2 separate regions of the Canis lupus genome follow, and region 2 is linked to region 1. A link is a contact called in public Hi-C data. All regions are on one chromosome and are shown on one strand. Each heading gives the region's core, a stretch centred on a gene start, on an enhancer-like site or on the middle of the called end of the contact. The rest is flanking DNA. Distances are from core to core; before and after follow the strand shown.

Evidence for each region. Hi-C and Micro-C count contacts between places; a contact is called where the count stands out from the background.
Region 2: a contact with region 1 is called in a Hi-C map of amygdala, with 6 times the contacts expected there. The contact joins the enhancer-like site here to the promoter of TOB1 in region 1. A contact is called at or near these places in 4 of 9 Hi-C or Micro-C datasets (amygdala, blood and tumor fibroblasts).

Annotation. Positions count from the first base shown.
Region 1 is chr9:26,689,154-26,694,998 of UU_Cfam_GSD_1.0, reverse strand. TOB1 (protein Tob1) reads left to right here and starts at 3,515. Exons shown (of 2, transcript XM_038547714.1): 1 at 3,515-3,532. LOC102156847 (a long non-coding RNA gene) reads right to left here and starts at 3,972. Exons shown (of 5, transcript XR_005364495.1): 1 at 3,780-3,972.
Region 2 is chr9:26,756,903-26,762,747 of UU_Cfam_GSD_1.0, reverse strand. No RefSeq gene overlaps it. Among named protein-coding and RNA genes, the nearest start is that of TOB1, 68 kb to the right of the region's middle. Within about 2 kb of position 2,842, at least 10 of the 20 cell types and tissues checked have an H3K27ac peak or open chromatin away from gene starts, as enhancers often do.

The DNA of each region.
Region 1 (5,845 bases), core at 2,266-4,765:
AGAAAGGCCATCTGTCTCCTGTACTCTGTCTGAATTTCTGATCTACAGGATCTCAGAACATAATAAAATAGATGTTTTATGTTGCTAAGTTTTGGATAGTTTGTTATGTGGCAACAGTAACTGGCATACGTTCCTTTGATAAGAAGAGTAAAGCTTTCTTAGAAACCATCATATTGGGATCCCTGGGTGGCGCAGCGGTTTGGCGCCTGCCTTTGGCCCAGGGCGCGATCCTGGAGACCCGGGATCGAATCCCACATCAGGCTCCCGGTGCATGGAGCCTGCTTCTCCCTCTGCCTATGTCTCTGCCTCTCTCTCTGACTATCATAAATAAATAAAAATTAAAAAAAAAAAAAAAAAAGAAACCATCATATATATCGTTGGACCATGTATCTATTTTATAAACTAAATTTTATGTATGTAATTCTATTTGAGTAAGTAGAGCTGTAAAACAATCTATGCTTTAAATTTATGTATCATTATAATAGAACACTTACCATTTTTTGTAACATGGTATACAACAGGTGAAATCTGGAATTCATATATTTAAAGCATTCTAATATTATTAATAAATGTTAATCAATTAGTGTTCTTTGTGTGTAGAATGTTGTGAACACTGTATCAACTCCCAGAATCTGCAAGTATAATCTCTGGCTGAGACCAAAATCCTTAGCCTTTGCTAATGGAAAGAAATGCAAAGATTTGGTTTGGATTTTTGCTCATCAAGATAATAGGGAGTAAGCAAGTTATAAGGACATATTTTCCTACTGGACCAATTCCTTCAGTGGAATTGCTTGTCCCAAAGATAAATGAGTATGTTCAGTGTTATCTAGTTATCTTTCAATTACAACTGTCTGTGTTCCCATCTCTTTTAGAGAATGAATGGCTCTCCTCCACTAACCCATATGAAAAGCCACAGGAAACCACAATGAGGTTTCTTCAGTCATAAATGTGTGACTTCCTGTGAAAAATGTTTAGGAAAGAATTGGTTTACTTGGTTTTTAATAACTTGGTGATTATTTTATAATTGTTCCTCACCAACAATTTAAAAATGTGCATGGTTCATATTGCATGACTGTCCACAAGAAATGAACGACAATAAGGATAAAAATATTATGCTCGTATGCTAACTTTCAAGACACAAAGTTGATTCTCTAGAAGCTAAACAAGCCATAATAAGTACACATCAGGTGATGGTAACTTTCCTGTAATCCTCAGTTTACAAAGAAACAATGAGAATTTGAAGGTTTAGGACATGTCTCTCAGAAATCAAGGTGGGAGTATATATGCGTTTATATGTGTGAATGAGATAATAATTCACAGCACTTTCAAGAATTGTGTTTCATAATGATATTAGAACATATTTGTTTACCAAACAATAGTTACCTTCAGTGTGAGGCACTGCTCCAGGAGTCATGTGGAATGCAAAGTGGGGAAAGGCAAATGCTGTGATTTTCAGTGACTATTACTTGTCCACAGGCAGGAATATCTATTGTTGTGATAACCACCTGGAGCCTCATATCAAATGCTTTTTTTTTCCCTCCATAAATCAAAATAATCATTTAGCAGTTCACTCCCCTGTGTAATTCCAAAGTAAATGTTAAGTGGTAATAAGTGATGGAGGGGTGGGGAGGGCATTTAAAGTGTAAAACTTGTATAAAGGAAATTTTATACCTGTGACTTGGAAGGCTATGAATCTGGTTTTCCTTTTACTTGTAAACTATATATATATATATATTTTTTTTTTTTTTTAAAGATTTTATTTATCTATTCATGAGAGACACATAGAGAGAGAGAGGCAGAGGGAGAAGCAGGCTCCATGCAGGGAGCCTGATGTGGGACTCGATCCTGGGTCTCCAGGATCATGCCCTGGGCTGAAGGCCACATTAAACCACTGAGCCACCCGGGCTGCCCTGTAAACTGTTTTTTAAAAAAGAACTACATTGTAATTTACTTTAGGGGCATTGGGTTTTAAACGTGGAATTTTTAAATTGAAAGAGATGTTTAGAGATTATGTATCCAACCCTCTTTATAGGTGAGAGAACTGAAGGTTCATAGAAATGGGTAAAATCAGATCTGCCAATACCTGCACTTCAGTACTTTGCCCAGTATGCTGTGGGGCCTTAATGTGTGTGTGTGTGTTTATATTTGCTTTGAAACGTTCTCATATCCTTCGACTGAGTTCCAAAAACTCATACATTTTTGACATCTAAATTTTTTATTTAAAAATTCTACTTACTGCCATTGATAATTAATCAGAACCTATTGGATGACTGCTCTTGAATTTTAAGGCTGGGATTATAGATTGGGTACATGCAAAAAAGAGAATTTGTGCCTTCTCTTTGAGAATTCTTGAAAAGTATAGATAAGGTTGACAACATGGCAATTCATCTATCTTTGGTTAGACATTTTAATGTCAGCCAAGCCTAATATGCTCCTCTAATTATAGTGATATATTTTCCAAATTACAAATCAAGACACATGGCCCAACACATGGTCCTGCAATTCTGGATGTTTGGTACAGTATTATTTGCCTAATGGTAAGAGAAATTATGCTCTGGAGCACGTGAAAGATGAAGTGTTTCTCTTGATACTCCATTCCCAAAATATACTATCTTGCTTCTTGTAATTTCTGTGCTCAACTAATTAAAAAATTAAAAATAACTCACTTTTTTTTTTATAACGAATGGAACGAATGTTCATTATAGGAAACAAAAGATACAACTGAGCAAAAAGTAGAAAACACATGGACTATTTTGATGCAGAGAAACATTTCATTTAAAATGTTTCCATAAAATAAAGCACTTCCAACACTTTCACCATCATATCCCACTTTCCCTTGTTACAGAAAAATCCGAAGACAAAAAAAAAAAATCAGAATAAAACTTGGATGTTCTTAAAACACGCCGCCTGAATTTTAGGAATCCATACAATGACCAGTCCCATCCTCAACCCATTCTACAAACCTGTCTTCCCTTTCCCTCCCACACACACTGGGGACTTTAGCAATAGCCTTTTTTTTTTTTTTTTTTTTAATCAATTCGGTTCCCTCTAAAGGGGAACAGGGGGTGGAGGCACGAGGGCAGGAGAGTCAGGGTGGAGAAGAATAGGCCACAACCGGATTTTGCATCCATAAAGCGCAGAGCCTCTAGGCCTAACAGTCAAGCGGGTGTGCGCCCAAGGAGTACAGCTGGTCTACACCGCCGGCTCCGCGGACACCCCTCCCCGCGGAGAGCCGCGCTTTAACTTCCTTATAGCAGGTTGAGAGCGCAGGCCCCACCGTTTTAAGAGGAAGGCGGAGCCCCAGCTGGTGTTTTTCCAGGAAGCACTTCTTGAGCGCAGAGGAAAGGGGAGAGAAGGCCAGCGCGGGGCGCTTCATTCATTGCTCCTCTTTCTCCCCCTCCCAGCTCCCCTCGGCTCCGACTCGCTCTCTCCTCTTCCCGGTGCCAGTTTGACGTCGGTCTCCTGGATACCAGGCAGCCAATCGCCTCGCCGCTAGGGGAGAAGCGCGGCCAATCAGGCCTCGTTGCTACCTGTGAGTAATATTTTTAGCCGAGAGGGACGCCGGCCTCCACTCCCCCTGGAACTCCGTGGAGCTCTCGGCGGCAGGTTGTGGAAAGGGGCGCTTCCCCGCCCCCCGGGAGTCGCTCTCTTTCCCCGCCCGTTCTTTCAACCGAAGAGGATCTTAAACGCGCATTACAGGAAGGCGCCGCGTGTATGGGTCTTGATGTTAAAGTACCACTTGAAAACACGCGCAGGCACAGAGACCCTGAGATACGTACGCAGTTTGGCACGGAGGCCTGGGCCGGGATGTTTGGGATAAAATGGGATTCTTCCTGCGGTCTCCAGCCACCCCCGCGTCCAAGTGGCTGCCGGGTCGCACGGGGAGGTCGGAGGAGGGATGCGGAGGCAGTTAAACTGTCACCTGGGCGGAGGTGCGGCCAGGTGCTGTGTCTCCCCCACCCCCACCCCCACCCCCACCCCCTGCCCGGCACGGCGGCTTCGGGTTCTGCTGCTGCCACTCCCCGGGTGGCAGTTGGCCTAGGCCCCCGAGGTGATTAATATTCAATGAACCGGCTGCACGAGTCCCCGGCTCAGTTCGCCCTTTCTCTGAGGCTCTCCTGCGTGCACCGGAGGCCGATGTGGCGGCGCGTCCACGGGGGGGAATTTCCCGGGCCACAGTGCCACTCGCGTAGGGCATTTTTTGGTAAACTGTCCCCTCCCTCTCGAGGCCTCGGGCTCTCCCCGCTCTTCGCCGCCGCTCCGCCACCTGCCTGGCTCCCCTCCCCCCTCTCTCCGAGGCGCTTCGCCGGGACCCGGCGTCAGCCGCCCCACCCACCACCGTCGCCCTCACTGGCACTTCTCTCCCCCAATCCCTTTCCCAGCTTCCTCTTAGTCCCGCCCCCGGCGGCCCCAGGACGTCGGCTCATTGGCCGTCGTGGAGCCGGAGGGGTGTGGCCTCGTCCCCCGGGTCCCTCCGCCGCCCGGCAGGACATGGGCAGGCGGGACTCGGCCAATGGCGTCGAGGGGCAGGGCAGGGGCGGAGCCGCCGCCGAGGGTCTGGGGTGAGGGGCGGGAGGGCGGGGAATGGTTACGCGGCCCCGAGCTGTGTGACGCGAGGCGGGCGCGCGCGCACCCCTACGGGAGGGGGTGGGGGCGGGGAGGAGCCCATAAAACGAGAGGCGGGGCGCGCGCCGCGGCAGAAGGAGCGAAGCTCTGGCCCGGCGCGGAGCGGGCGCACCACGGGACGCTGGGCCAGGCCACCGGGCTGTGTGGAGAAGGGAGCGCGCTCGCCCGACCGGCCCCGCCACCCCGAGCCGCAGCGCCGAGCTCCCGAGGCCCGCGCCCAGGCCCCCGTCGTCCGCCCGGCGGCGCCGCGTAGCCTCCAGCCTGCTGGGCTCCGCCGCCCTCCGAGCCCCCGCCCTGCCGCCCCTGCTCCCCCGCCCGGCGGCCGGCTCTGTGGTGGACGCAGCCCGTAAGTATCGAGGGGCGGCGGGGCTGCAGCGGCGTCGAGCCCCGGGCCCTCGGGGACCGCGGCGCGGCGGCCGGAGCGCGGAGGGGAGCGGCTCGGAGGGGCCCCGGCGCGGCGGGACCTGGAGGCGGGGCCGGCCGGCGCCCGGGGGTGGGGGGGGCGGGGTTGGGGCGCCGGGACGATCGGCGAGCTCCGGGGGCGCGGTGGGCTCCGCGGGGCCCCAAGGGGTGCGGGGAGCCGCTGCTGCCGGGCTCTGGCCGGGTCCCCGGGGCCTCGGGCGGGGGGCGGGCGGCGGGCGGCGGGCGGCGGGTCAGGTTACGGCGGGGGGAGGGGAGCGGCTGACCCGGAGCGGCCGGCGCCCCGACCTGCCCGGCGCCTGGCCCGAGTGGTTGCTTTGCCATTTCTCGTGGCCTTCCTCCTCCTCCTCCTCCTCCTCGTTTTCGGAGGAGACTTGTACTCTCCTCCTCCTCCTCCCCCCCTGCTCCTCCTCCTCTCCTCCTCCTCCTCCTCTCGCTGCTGCTGCTCCAGCGCTCGGGCTCCGAGAGCTGTGAGCAGAAATCTAATGAGACCCAACTGGCTGTTTATGTAATTCTTCACACTCCTGCTTAAGGCGTTGCTTTAAACTACCTTTCGCGGAGCCTGAATTTCTCTCGGCTGCAGCGTCAAGCAATTTGGCTTAATCAGCTGCCTTGGCCGGCACTCGGGCTTTGGGCTTTAAAGTGTAGTTTGGGGGCAGCCGGAGATCCTTTTTTCCCTTTGTCACCACAAATAATGGAAAATGGAACAGATGGATTGACACCAACTTGATTTTTTAAAATGTCCTTTTAAATCAACCTCAGTGTACAAATAGATCCCTTTCGCAAATATCTTCTGTTT
Region 2 (5,845 bases), core at 1,593-4,092, 68 kb before region 1:
TTGATTTTTTTTTAAAGATTTTATTCATTCATTCATTCATGAGAGACAATGGAGAGAGGAAGAGGCTCCATGTGGGGAGCCCGATGCAGGACTCGATCCCAGGATCTTGGGGTCAGGCCCTGAGCTGAAGGCAGATGTTCAACCACTGAGCCACCCAGGTTCCTCCTTGTTAGGCCCTGTTACTCGCACTCAGCCAGTCTGATGTCCTTGGGTCTGGTCTCCCTTCCCCCGCGTTACCCTCCCCCACCGCAGCCACTTCCTGTTCAGGAGCAGCTGCGTGTCCGTCCGGGCTTGTCCCCAAGGTCAGCGGGCTTCCCATGCAGCCAGCAGCCCCACCCCAGCCTGACACCTATGCCTGATCCAGGGAGGGGGGCGTGTGGTCTGAACTCCCTGGGTCCTCCAGTCTCAAGGAGCGAGCAGGACCAGGTGGGGGGGTAGGGTGAGGGGGGGGGGTCCTTCTCTGTTGACTAGCCTGACCTTCTACCCTCCTCCAGGGCAGCCTCCTAGGCCATTCCACATCAGTCAGGTAAACCAGCAGATCAGTGCCCTGGCCAGGTGTAAGGGCACCCCGGGCACCCCCACCCCCACCCCAGCCCAGGGGAGAAGGCAGTGTGTATTGGGGGATGGTTCTTGTAAAGAAGACACTTGACCCCATGGCTGCTGAGGCTGAGGGGGAAGCAGGTGTCCACTGCAGTGAGTGGCAGGGAGGCCTTGCCAGGGGGATGACGCACAGGGCCAGGGCGTCAGTGACACACATCCTCACAAACCCTCCTCCCCGCCTGGGGTCTTCCCGCTGAGTCTGAGAACTGCTCCGAAGGAGCATTTTTGCTTCTAGTCCTCTCGCCTCCCTGAAAATGCAGGTAAAAGGGGTGGGCGGGTGGACCCCGAGGAGACCACCAGAGGCCAAGGCTTGAGAGGAGAAATCTCGAGTGCCCAGGTTCTAACACAATTCACCTGCCTGGAGGGTGGGCTCCTCCTTCCGGGCCTGCTTTTTCTTCATTGAAAGCCTTAAAAAGTGAGCACTGGATTGTTCTAGAAACTCTGCCCCAAGCAGGGTAGGGCAGTAACAGCAAGATCATTTCAGAAAATTCTCCTGTGGTCGGAACATGTGCCCAGCCCACCTCTGCCCACCAGCTCGGGTGTCCCAGGCCAAGTGAAGGCCTTAGGGCCAGAAGGTCCTTTGGGAACAGAGCATGAGCTAGGCCCAGTCCTGGATCACTTTCCTTAGCCTTCAAGGCAGCTGAGGCAGGGGTTTCCCCACCAGAGGGCCGGCGCTTAGGCCAGGGTCTCGCCCCGGACACTGCCAACACTGGGGCAGCATAATTCTCTGTTGTGTGGTCTGGACTGTGCACTGTGGGATATTTAGCAGCATCCTTGGCCTCAACCCACTAGATGCCAGGAGCGCAGGCACACCCCCCGGCTGTGGTAACAAAAGTGTCTCCTGCCATTGCCAAGTGTCTCAGGAGCAGAACCGACCCCAAGAGAGCAACTGTCTTACACAAAGGGTGTGTCCAGAGACAGGCCCACATTCGAATCTGGATGGTCTGCTTTTCCTGCTCCCCCCTCTCCGTAGGTAAAAGTCTCCTTTGAAAATCTCTTTCCAGAGCAAGCCTGCCCAATTCAGTGCATGGGCTCCAGGTGCTCAGTCACGGGCGGACCGTTGAAAACATCTGCCGACAGGGGAGCAGGCCTGGATGCAGAGTGGGTGAGGTGGAGCCCGGAGAGGGCCCTGGGGGCGAGGCAGCTGCAGGGGGAGCACCTGCCTGGTGGCCACGCCCCTGCTTGGCCTTCTGCCCAGACGCTGTGCCAGGCCAACGTGCGCAGCCTCACTCATCACCTTGCAGATGGGTCACCCTGATTCACGGCCGCTGAACGTGACCTGGAGTTGTCTCGTTCCAGAAGATATCTGCAGTGGCCGAGTGACCTCAACACTTACCCAGGTACACTCACTCCTGAAGACCCTCAGATGGGACCAGTGGACTCAGGAGGTGGTCTTTGGTTCTGGGTCCTGGAATGTGATGATGGAGGCAGTGGTGGAGAAGCTTCTAGACTCCAGGAACTTCCACTCCCCCCCCGCTCTGTAGCACGCTGTAAAGACACCTGGTACGCAACACGTAATGGTAGTTCTCACTCCAGCTCCCGGCCTGGGTTTCCTGAGTGGAGGCATTGGCCTGAAGGAGGGCCTGTAATAATTGACATGCACGGAGCATGTCCGCGTGACAGGGTCTTTATGTCCAAACTACGGTAGATTCATGCAATGCTCTATGGGGCTGGCACTGTGATTACTATCCTCCTCCTGCAGCAGAGGAAGCTGAGCTCAGAGAAGTTAAGTAACTTGCACAAGGTCACACAGCCAGTAAGCGGAGGAGGCTGGGCACATACCCAGGTCAGACCCAGCGCCCTGGTTGGGGCTGTAGTAGCCCAGGTGAGAGGCCAGCAGGCTGGGTAGTGGCCGCGGCTCTCAAGGATGGAAGAGGGACTGCGGCGAGAGGAGGGGCAGGGCCGGCACCCAGCCCCGTGTGGGCAGGAGTGGAAGATGACTCGTAGGTTTAGGGCCCGAGGGCCGGACCGGGAGGGTGGTGGTGCTATTTATAGATGCAGGGAGGCCAGGGGGAGGGGCGGGTTAGGGCATTCTTTGACACGGTGGAGCTGATTTGCTAACAGTGGACATTTAGGGTGAGATTCGGCACAACTAGGAAGACTCAGCACGTATTAAAATGCCCCTGAAGCCAGCAGCCCCCTTACCAAAACCGAACCCCGGGGTCCCCAGCCACCAGCCCAGCCGAGCTCCCAGCTCCCTCGCCCGAGGCCCAAGTTCCAGGCTCACCCTGACCGCTGGGGGTCGCCCCTGGCGCACAGACACGGTGTGGCCGGCGGGCGCCTGCCCTGGGTCTCCCCGGGGCTCGCCGTGGCCCAAAAGGCAGAAGTTTCTCTTGTTTCAGGGTGGGAGGGGGGTCCCATCTCCCAAGACCCCGAGCTGCCGTTCGGCCCCCTCGCTCCAAGCACCCAGCGACACCATTTCCCGGGAATTTCTGGGACCCCCCCCAGCAGGTTCTGGTGACCCTCGAACCAGACCAGGGGAGCGAGCGGAGCCCCCGGAGCCCCCCCCTCCCGAGCGCGCGGGAGCCCCAGGCTGGGGGACACCTTGTCCAGGGCGCCGGGGCCGCCGCTGACCTCGGGCGCAGGAGCCCAGCTGTTCCCAATCGCGTTTCTCCCCTGACATTTGCGTCAGCAGCTCTGCCCTTTGACCTTTAATTCCCGGGAGTGGAGGGTGGAGGCAGCTTTGGTGATCAGGACTAATTATTTGCAATTCGATCCAACCAGCAGTTTATTGGGGTTTGGCCTGGCTGCCTGCCCTCTGTCCGCCTCCCACACCCCCAGGTTTATGGCTTTGGCCTCGTTGGGAAGCTGGGAAGAACAGAAGGTGGAGTGGTTCCACCCGGGAGACGCCGGGTTCTCCTGCTCCTGGGAGTCCCCTGTGGGCAGTGACGCTTATAGAAGTGCTTTGAGACCCCCGGATAGAGGAGGTGTCCCCATGCACACACCCAGCTTGGCCTGGTGTCCTCTTGGGCCAGCCTCCAGCTCTGCTCTGGGCATGTTGGGACACGTCCCAGGGTGGGTTGGCCAGGCCAGGAGGCGCTGTCCTCCCAGCTGCCCTATTAGTGGGTGCAGGGCTGGGAAGGATGGGAGGGGGGCAGGCAGTGCCACAGCCATGGGGCTCCCCAGGTCCCGGGTCTCCTGTCGGTATCCAGTGTCCCTCTATATTTGTCCTCTTGGAGGGGCAGGCAGCCAGCCGGACCCATGACGTCTCCTGCCGGGCCTGGGCTATTTTGGAGCAGCCTTGGGGGGCTGGGTGGGGAAGGCAGGGGTGGGGTTTAAGGGAATATTTCCTCCTGGCTCCGGGTCAGGGAAGAGGCTAAGGGTGTGTGGCACGGAGAACTGGCCCCGAGGCCTTTCTCAGAATTCCCTTTGCAGCTACTCAGATGTTCCTCTGCTCGGGTTTCCTGGGGATGCCTGGGCTCTGGGGCCCAGAGGGCTGTCTGGGCAGGAACCCCAGTCTCTTCTCCAACCCCCTCCCCGAGATTTTTCCAGCCATTCAGACATCATCCCTCAATTAAAAAACATCTCGCTCCATGCCAGGGCTCACCTAGGACTAGAGCTAGCTCGGTGGCTCCCATCTGTCCTATTTCTCAGGGCACCAACATTTCCAGAAAACAACTGAGGATGGGACGTGGTCACCAGGTCTATATTTTGCTGAGTTAAGGACATTAAAAGGAAATGTCAAAGGAAAGTTCTTTTTAAACACACATACACAATTGAACATACACAGTACAAGTGAAAGGAGTGCGCTTCACATTGTGGGTCTGACTCTGGGAAAACCTCACTACCTTGTCCTTGTCTTTCTCATTTTGCCACGACCAGATGAGAGCGTGGCAATCCTGCCCATGGCCTCATATTCCAGGACCTACGGGTCCCTCGCGTCCCTGCCTGAGCCCAAGGCCTTGGGCAGCGGGGGACCCCCAGTACCCTCTCCCACTCCCACTATCTCGTGGAGCAGTCACTTTGCTGCTTTACATTTTTCCCACCCCCCAGCCTCTAATATTATGAGGGGAGCCTGGGGAGCAGTCTGGTCCCTGTGCGGCGGGCTGGTGCAGTCGGGCCCTGGAGACGTCAGCCCACGGTCTCCACACTTCTTTGAACCACATTTGGACACGGGCTCAGGCCTTTGAACTGGATCTGGATGGGGGCTCAGGCAGGCCGGAGCTGTGCCGCTTCCTGGCCCGTGATCTGACACTAGTCACAGAAGCTCCCTCCCTGAGCTTCCATTTCTCCTTCTGTAAAATGGGTGTACTGGCTCCTCATCACAAGGCTAGTGAGGACTAAGAGAGTGTTTGTGAAAGTATTTTGTGGACTATAAAGCTTGGGCAGGGGCAGTTATTATTATTATGAGAAACTAGTAAATGGCTGAAGAAAGAGTATCCCGAAAGCTGACCTCAGCTTCTGGGTGCAAAGACGGTACTCGCACCCACCCCCGAGTCTGTGATCTTGGGGCCACTCCAACCCCACAAAGGAGCCAAGGAAGTCTGATCCCTGTGAGTCAAGGCAGCCTGGCCTACACCAAGGCCAGGTGCTTGAATTAGGCCCAGCCCCTGGCCTGTGTTTGGACAAAGGGTCTCCACCTGCAAGGGGTTCTGTTGGCTTGTGGCAGCCGGCCCTGCATGGTTATGGATGTCTGTCACCCCCTAAATTGTAGAGAGGTGTGTGGAGGGCCTCCCCAGGAAGGAGGCCCTTTGGGGAAGGATAAGGAGCATTGGGTCTGAAGACTCAGAGAAGGTCTGATACCCAAGCTTCAAGGCACCCACAAAGGAGCAGGTTTGGAGGACTCTGTGCCCCATCCCCTGTTTCTGGGAGGTGAAGTAGGAAACACAGCAACCCATGTCCCCAGGCCGGTTCAGACATGTCCCTTTGCCTCTGAGCTTGTGCCCTCATCCACAGAATAGGCATAAGGGTCCTTCACTCATGGGGTTGCTGTCAGCTTTATGGGATCGTGCAGGAAAGCCCCTGGAGGGTGCTCACTCCTTGAGAGCTCCCCTGCCCACCTTCCCATGAGGCCCGGCAGAGCCACAGCCCCCACAAAAAGAACCAAAGAGTCCCCAGGAAGCGCGAGCCCGTTGGCTGGGCTGCCTCCTCCACCCAGAGTGATCCCCAGGCCCTGCCCCACACAGGGGCCAACGGAGCAGGTTTGCTCTCGCTGCCGCTGCTGCCAGGCCCCAGCTCCCCACCCCCTACCCCCAGCTGCTCGGCAGCCAGTTGTCATGAAGTCATCGCCACCTTCCCCGACCTG